Linked DNA regions of Sparus aurata: region 1 is linked to region 2. Evidence: chromatin contacts called from public Hi-C data. All regions are on one chromosome and are shown on one strand. Each heading gives the region's core, a stretch centred on a gene start, on an enhancer-like site or on the middle of the called end of the contact. The rest is flanking DNA. Distances are from core to core; before and after follow the strand shown.

The links. A called contact is a pair of places that touch in the nucleus more often than the background predicts.
Region 1: a contact with region 2 is called in a Hi-C map of an unstated tissue, with 11 times the contacts expected there. The contact joins the promoter of LOC115589293 here to the promoter of hacd4 in region 2. A contact is called at or near these places in 2 of 2 Hi-C or Micro-C datasets (skeletal muscle and an unstated tissue).

Annotation. Positions count from the first base shown.
Region 1 is chr10:23,150,320-23,154,899 of fSpaAur1.1, reverse strand. It overlaps LOC115589293 (histone H2A.Z), which reads left to right and starts at 1,536. Exons shown (of 5, transcript XM_030430136.1): 1 at 1,536-1,690; 2 at 2,000-2,077; 3 at 2,241-2,354; 4 at 2,456-2,585; 5 at 2,947-3,594. The coding sequence starts at 1,688. The coding sequence ends at 3,008.
Region 2 is chr10:23,009,058-23,013,353 of fSpaAur1.1, reverse strand. It overlaps hacd4 (3-hydroxyacyl-CoA dehydratase 4), which reads right to left and starts at 2,928. Exons shown (of 7, transcript XM_030431117.1): 1 at 2,651-2,928; 2 at 1,913-2,019; 3 at 1,269-1,396; 4 at 1,020-1,129. The coding sequence starts at 2,712.

The DNA of each region.
Region 1 (4,580 bases), core at 287-2,786, 140 kb before region 2:
TCCTGCTGCTGCTCTGGGCAGACACCCTTCACTCAAGTGCCAAAGACTTTCTGACAAGACACATATCATCTGCTGTAATAAACATTTTCTTGACTCCATTCACTGGCATGTCTCTATAATTTTTCAAATTTTCTGAAATGATCTGTTTAAAAATTTCACACCAAAGCCCCACAGACACTTCTTTGCTTTGTTGATCTCATATAACATCAATCCCCCATTGAAAGCTGACATTCAAATAATAGATCAAATGATGGCTCAAATAATGGGGTCCCTGGTAGGCTGGAAAACAAACACCAGGTGTTTTGCATGTATCAAAATCAGCATAATTAGATTTCCATTCATACTGATGATGAAAACGATAATATAAAACAAAATAATCCTGTTGTATTGGAAGCAAAAGATGAAGAAAGTGCCGAGTTTCTATTAAAGGAGCATTCCGACTGTAAACTAAGCAGCTGTTTGTAACATTGGAGTTTCTCAGGGACCCCCAAAGAAACAATAAAGGGTCAGAGGAAGTGATAGTCTAGCCCTGCAACTCTGGAAATAAGAACATGATTGTTTGGCTTTACAACAAGAGGATCATTATCCATTTGAATTTTTTATTCGGGTGCAAAATTGCAAAGACTGGTCGTGGACACGGATAAAGGGCCTTTATATTAAGCACTACAGACTCTTCATATTAAATCTGACACGCTGCACCTTTAAATAAACCACATGTGTGACATTTTCTGAATCTACAACTTGAAATGACATCTGTGTCTTTAACTTGTGGTTATAGTATAGTTAGTACAGTGAAGAGCCCTGGAGTTGATGGCTGTTCTGAACGTATTTATGGCTGCGCGTAAAAACATGAGCACTCACTGCCCTCATGTGGCCAATGCGTGAAACTACATCACAAGAATAACCTGTTACTGTAAACCACTATGTTGACAGGAGCAAATCATGATGTTACATTTTTATCAAAAACGAATTTTTGTCAAGTGCATTGCGCAAAGAATCCTGATTTTAATTATATATAAAAAAGGTTACTTTTGCAAAAGAGTTAGTCCACAGCTGCTGATTTTGCGGAGTTGCTGCTTTATCCCTGTGTAGCTTTTTTAAATTGTATTTTCATCATTGGACAGAATGTTGAGTATGAAATGGACCATATGTTGAGGGGCGACTGTCATAACTATAATATCAGTGAGCGTTTTTCCTGTACCTACAACGATAAAGCTTTTCCAAACAAATTTCGCAAATATTTTCGGTCAACATATCAACTTGACTCGATGAGACAACGACTTCAGCCTCAATGTCTTTTCTTTGGTCTCAAGACCGAGTAGACAACCTTTGAAAGAAAAATGCTTTCCGTATCAATACGAACTTGTTTCTTTGAAAATGAAACAGACAATGGGAATAGACTGCCTAAATGTTAGAACTACATTACCCATCATTACTTTGAACGGAAACGTAACATCTTTCCCGCAAAGTGAGGTGTGTTCTTGTTCATTGGCTGAACGTCGCGGCAGGAAACGCATAGCGAAATATGATTGGCTGGCGGTCTCCCTTTAGTTACCCGGATAAAGATTGGCTTTATATAAGGTACTATCGGAGGCGGGGGGTTGTAGTTCAAACCAACAGTCGGTAGTCGATAAGAAGAAGCTAGATATTGTGCCACAGCGTCAGAAATTATTTGTAGATTTTAAATATGGTAAGTATTTTAAGTCATCTTAGCGACCTATCTGAACGATAAGCTGTCTAAGCTGGTGGTTTTCTGGCAATAGATGTTTAATAGCTGCCAGTGCATTTCGGTGGATAGCTAACTGGTAGCCGCTAACGTTAGCTGTTGTAGTAGCTTAGCGGGCTAGCTGAGTTGCCGTTATTGGTTGCATTAAGGGAAGCAATAGGGTGGCCACATACTGCTAAGAGGGCGGTAAAAGTGGCCACTCGTAGTCACTGTTATCACACTGTAACACTGGATTTTGTAGCTGTAAACTGAACATTTTTCACGTTTTTCCAGGCTGGTGGTAAGGCAGGTAAAGACTCCGGGAAGACCAAGACGAAAGCTATTTCGCGCTCACAGAGAGCCGGACTGCAGGTTTGTCCACTGAAACTCATTCATTTCCTCGACCGTGCTAACACAAGCTAACGTTGGCAATCAGACGTCGCAGAGGTTACCCAGCTGGTGGCCGCCTCTCACTGTCAGGCCACTGAGCCATTTATTTCTCCGCGCTAATACCCGGTGTGTTTTATCGCTGCAGTTCCCAGTGGGTCGTATCCACAGACACCTTAAGTCCAGAACCACCAGCCACGGCAGAGTGGGAGCCACTGCAGCGGTGTACAGCGCGGCTATTCTTGAATACCTCACGGCCGAGGTAACGTCCTTCTATCTTGCACCTCATCCACACATCAGCCCTGCAGAGCTGCTGTCACCTCGGTATGTAACTATCTAAAGCTTGGCGTTTTTCCCTCGCAGGTCCTGGAGTTGGCAGGAAACGCATCAAAGGATCTTAAAGTGAAACGTATAACCCCACGCCATTTGCAGCTGGCCATTAGAGGAGATGAAGAGCTGGATTCACTTATCAAAGCCACTATTGCTGGAGGAGGTAAGGGAACACTTTTCACCCTGTTGGCATTTAGAAGCTGGTGTTGTTTGGCCTTGATCTTTGATCAGCTTGACATTTTAAATGTGGACTTTTTTTTTATTTTTTTTTATTTTTTATATATTTTATTTTTTCTAATCAATTAACAATTTTGTTTAGAGAAAAAGTGGAATGGTGAGAAATTTCCTTTCCTGAAGCCAAGTTGACAACACTTTAATTTCATTTTACATGAGATCATCTCAATTGTGCCTTCAATTTTCTGTGGCTCAGACAATCAACACAACTGATAACTGTTACATCTCTGCTCGACTTCGACACGTTAATGGCTCAACCTTTTGTTTTGTTTTGTTTTGTTTTTTCCCAGGTGTGATCCCGCACATCCACAAGTCTCTGATTGGAAAGAAGGGCCAGCAGAAGACCGTATAACCTGAAGTGCTCTGAAAGTCTGCATCATGTGGTTAAATGTCTTAGATTAGAACACCTTTGTATTGAGCTTGCAGTTACTCACCTGGGGTATTTTTTAAAAGTGGCTTCAAAGAAGCTCATTTCTTGTGTTTTCCTTGTTTTTCTGGTGCTGCAGTTTTTGTGTTGAAACTTGCTTTTGTGGCGTTCCCATGTTCAAAGTGGTGTTTTAATAAAGCTCTCATTGGGCATTTGCAGTTTCTTCTTTCAGTTCTTGCTTTATCATGGGCTTGTTTCTGTTGTTCCGTACTAGATATTCAGTAGATTCCTCCGGTGTAGGTGATGCAAATGTGATTTGGATTTTGTGGTCTATATTGTCAGCGTTTGAAAGACTCCACCTCAGTCACTAAAAAGCCAAGGACAACCACAGTCTGCATGTGGAAAGAGTCGTGGCATGCTTAAAAGCAGCTTCAGTAAGCCATCAGTTTCAGCCTCGTGTAGTTGCATGACTTGCAAAGCATGTTTTTGAGTTTACTGGACTGACGCACTGGGGAAGACCCTGTAGTCATTTTTGGATTCCTGAATAAAAACTGAACTGGTACTGTCAGAACATTTTTGCACATTGTGTATGACTGGCTTATTGCATGAAGGCAGTTTGACTGTTCCCAGTTTCAAGATGAAATGGTTTGATGAAAGGAAAGTTGACTCAGAAATGGGAATTGATTCCCCCCCTCCCCATGCTGATGGAAAGTCAGTTGGAGTTTCGTTGTCAACAGAACAATTCTGGAGCTTGACAGCAAAACAGGATTGCAGCAGTAGCTGGGGACTTGTTTTGAAACGTATAATGGCACCATGTAGCTTTTCTAGTGCACTCCATGTCTCAGGATGCCCAGAGATCCCAAACGAAAACATGCTAGACCCTTTTTTTTAAAGCCAAAATCTTCCTTGTAGCTGCTAAGCAAAAAGCTTTGGCAATTCAATATCATTTTGAATTTCTGGGTTTCCAGAGACTTGGATTAGACTGGACAAACTGGAGCCAGTTTTTTCCATTTTTTTCATGTTTTTTAACCAGTCCTTTTTCAGTCGTTCAGGAGAACTCTGTCTTGCTGTGAAGCTACAGAAGTGTTTTGTCAGCTACGAAACTTCACCCGATTTTTCATCAGCACGGGGAGAGGAGAAAACGACAGAATCTGTACTTTTCTGTAACTGTTCCTTTAAGAGATCTGTAGTATAAATAGTATTGTATTGTTCTGGGGGTTAAAGAGCTACTGAGTTAAAGAACAGTGGTGTTCTTTCAATACCTAATGCCCACCTTACCCAAAATGCAACTTAGCCACTGAGTGACATCACTGGAGGCAGTTTATCAGATGAAGCTTCCTCTTGAGCCACTAAAGGCTTCATACTTCTTTTTCACTTTCTACTCACTACGTACCTATATTTGCAGTAGTATCCCCAACACCTGTTAACACACTTGAACGTGTAAAATTGATGGAATTGCCCATTAAATTTAAAAACTCCAGGATATCATCCAGTGTTTTGTCTGTTTTTTTAGGAAATGTTATATATTAAAAAGAACCTGATTGACCTGATATTTGA
Region 2 (4,296 bases), core at 1,679-4,178:
CAGTGCATATCACAAGTCAATGGATCCAAGTCGGTATTCCAACAAAATGCATTAAGTCTAAATACGCCCTACTACTTCTGCTTGAGAAAAACATAGACGCCCGCAGCAATAGAATGTTTGTATGGCAAGCAACTACGTCAGTCGACTAACAAGAGACAGGAGGAGTGAGAGGAGACAACACTTCTATCAAGCACAAATCAGCTGACTTGAGCCATTACAACGTTATTAAAGCTACATTAATTAAGAAGTGATATAAGATAAATGTGTCAGAGAATGCTGGGCCTGCTGCATCCCGCTTAAGTACAATGGAGTGCAGTATAAGCAGCAAGGGATCATGGGACGTGTTGTCAATGTTAATCCACCACTGACGAAGATATATCTACTTGATTTAGGGTCATGTATTAATTTTTATTCACTTTATGTTTAGTGACATTTAGTCTCCTTCTCCGACTTCCTCCCTCACTCTGACTCTCTCCTTGAGGTTATAGTGACCAGTCACCTTGAGTAAAACTTCAGATTTCTCTGGTTTGAACATTGTTTGAAACATTTGGAATAATGTAAGTGCACGACTCGACAACATGTTTATACCAATGATCCCTTAAATGTGATCATCAAAACACTTGATGTTGTGAGGGGGGCAGGACAGTTTGTTTTTCTGCATTATCTCGAACAAGAAGAGTTGTTCATATCAGCCCGTACCCGCAACAGGAGTACCAATATGGACACATCGGCCGATGATATCAGCCAATTGATACATCGGTCGGGGTCCGTAAGAAAGATCTAGTCGATTTTAGGACATTTTAACGAGGAAATGTTGCCTGTTATATCTTTAATCTGATGGGGGCAGCTAGGAAGTCTGAACTCCGAAGATTTATCACCTGAGGGTCGTGAATATTCACAGCAGTTACCCTAACTGTCAGGATTAGACCAAACTAACAGATAATAGAGACCCCGACTGGCCCCACTGCCAGTGAGGCAATAACAAACCATACAGTATACATTTAATATTGGTGAAATACCGTAGGAGGTCCATTATGTTCCACAAGAAGAACTGAGCACACACGACTGGTTTACTCTGGATCTCCTCCAGCATGATGATCATGATCAGCAGCAGGTTCTTCTCCAGAACCTGAAAGAACAGAGATCATGCACTATCCACCGAGCCCCTCGCACGGCTAAAGAGCTCTTGATTACATATTTATTACATTTTATAAGATCCACATGATTAATGATTGAATTCCAGTAAGAGGTGGAGCTGTGATACACACTTGGATGAAGCGAGGAAGGAGTCTGGCTTTCTCAATCCTGTCTGCGATGTGGAAGAGCTCCAAGATGGAAAGCAGCTGGCACAGACTCATCACAAAGCCAACGGAGTAAAATGTGTCTGCTAAGGCATCTGCAAAGTGAAAAATCATATTTTATCACACTAACTTGTGCCAACTGGTAGAGACTCGTGATCCTGTCCTACTGAGCTAAAATCAATCATTATTTAAAGGAACAGTTCAACCTAAAATGAATATCCCATCATCATCACCTCTGCACATGCAGATGGAAAGTCGGGGGGAGTTTCACAGTCCACAAACCATTTCTGGAGCTTTACAGCAAAACAACGTTGCAGCATCCTCCTAAACAACTTAAGTAGCTGGGGACTTTATTCAAAACAGAATAAACAACAATATTAAAAAAAAGAAAACTGCTGGCTCCATATGCAGTAATCCAAGTCTCCAGACAGACCACAACAGTGACTAAATTTTATTTTTTGGGTGAAGTGTTCCTTTAAATGGGCTTCTTTCTCATACCGATCTTAAAAAGCTTCTTGTATTGTACATATGAATCCGTGTGTCATCCGCTGGGCTGTTCAGTCTGAGTTGCTTGAGTCTTATGCTGAATGTTCCGCGTTGGTAAATCTTACCTCGACCAAATGTGAGGAACCTGGCTATGCTATTGGCTAATATCCACGTGTGTCCACAGAACTGGAACAGGTTGTAAGAGAAAATATAGGCGAGCCTGAAGCTGAGCCTGTAAGAGAAAAAAATTAATTTGGTTAGTACTAGAACAGGTTTACATGCTTTAATGTTAAAAAAAAACACAATTGTTTTCTCATCTTGTCCAGTGCTGCAGCTCTGTATTCACCCTCTATCTTAGCTCCTGTCTCTTGAAGACTCGCCCAGTCTGCTCTAATTGGTCAGCTCACGTATGCCTGAGCCAGCGCCGCTAATAACACCGGAGCAGCTGTGTCAAATCCATTCTTAAGTGCCAAACAACAAGGTGTCGTTAAAGTTTAATCAGCAAAAAATGTATAATAAAGGTTATGGTAAAGATTTCCTTAATCTTCCCTAACACAGATGAAAATAACCCTTCATTGAAAATGGCATCAGCAATGATAGAAGAATGGAATGGCTGACTGCAGACAGAAAAATCCTCCCCAGGTAGTTTTGAACTCTTTGTGTATGATCTGTGGGCTCATGCTGGATATAAAACCTTCAAAAATAAGAACTAATCCCTCTTTACAGGAGTTAATCTTAGAAAGTTGACAGTAATAGAAGCTCTGTCTGTGATCAGCCTGACATTCCTCAACACGCCCTGCAGATACAGAACATTCCTCCCACGGCGAGAACACCGCTGCTCGATTCCCACAACACTCACTCACATTCTCCCCATGAAGTCTCCTTCTGGTCCTTGTGTTGCAGGTAAAAAAAAGGAGCTGCTCATAATCCCTGTCAGACTTTGAGGAGAATCATTTTTCCAGGTGCAGTTTGTGGCTCCTTGAAGCAGTTTTTCTCCCAGTAAACGGAAAAACACGCCTCTTACTTCATCGTCCTTCACAAGTGGAGGCAGAGAAAAATGAAGCAATATGAGAGTTTCCTTCTGCTTCCTCAGGCTGATTCTTACACTTCTTACTGTGCAGCGAGTAGGAAGTGGACATTCCATGTGTGAATGTGACGTCAGATAGTCCCAGCCCCCTGAACTGAAAAACTATAGACACAGACTCGGGAGAGAGAGGAGCAGCAGGAGAACACTGAGCCACACACACACACACACACACACACACAGAAAACATGTCTATGGTATTAGAATTGGCAGTAGGAACGAGTGAAACACTTCTGGATCCCCTGAGCTGAATACCACACCACCGTCTCATAACCTTGCACTGAAAGTGAAGTGGGTGAAGGAGTGAAGGGTTAGTTATTGACATACTACTGTTGTACTATAGAAAACAACAGCACACATTACATACTGTATAAGCTATACATTTCCACACAAAACAGCTTTGAAATCTTATCAACATTAGAGACACCAATTCACTTGTTAAATCTAGAAAGAAAACAGTATGGTATGTTTAAACTTAAGACAACGTTATTCATCCTTTTGGGAGGTTCCCTCAAGGAAATTGAAGATGATGAGGATGATGATATTCTACATTTTGTCAGCAAATCCCATGAGAATAGCAAGGCAACAACGCTCTCTCATTCATCTCCAAACCCACTGGCGCCTACAAACCCATCTTCAGAAACACCTCAGAAGTAAAAAAAAAAAAAAAAAAAAAACACAAAACAAAAAAAATACATTTTTAGAAAAGGTTCAGGATCAAAACCAGTTGCTCTCTATAGGTTTTTTTTTTTTTTTTTTTTTTTTTTTAATCAAAAATGACCTAAACAGAACATTTAACTACATTTACACAGCCCATCTTGAATTTCTTTAAGGATAATAATTGAATTGTAATCTCCTTGTTGTTTTGTGTGTGTGTCACTGCCGATTTTGTTTTTATTTGTATGTATGTATGTATGTATGTATGTATGTATGTATGTATGTCCGGTTTTTTTCCAATAACACTTTGAAAACCAATACAAAAAGATGTCAGAAAAGAAACTCTGAGACTATTATCAGCAGTGGATTAAGATTTATTTGGTGTTTATTACCAGAATAAAACACTGGCAATGAACATTACAACAAATCATGGATATGTTCAAACTTTACATTTCCTTATGTTTCATTTTTTGTTTCGGTTGAATTTACAGTGTTTTCTAACACAGTGCTTATGCTCCGGTTATAAAAAAAAAAAAACACCTGGTTCTGAAAGCATTGTGTTTAACTTAAAATACGTGTTTTGACAACCATAAAAATGGCTGGAGATACCCGAGGTCTATTTAAAAATATCCAGTGGCATCTCACTTATAATGTTGAAATGCCTTTGGACAACAGTAGCTCTCTGTGGCACAGAGGACGGAGATCATCAGGTGTTGATTCACAAAGTGCTTGTTGATAAGATCGGTTCATTGTTGGTTTGACTATGCA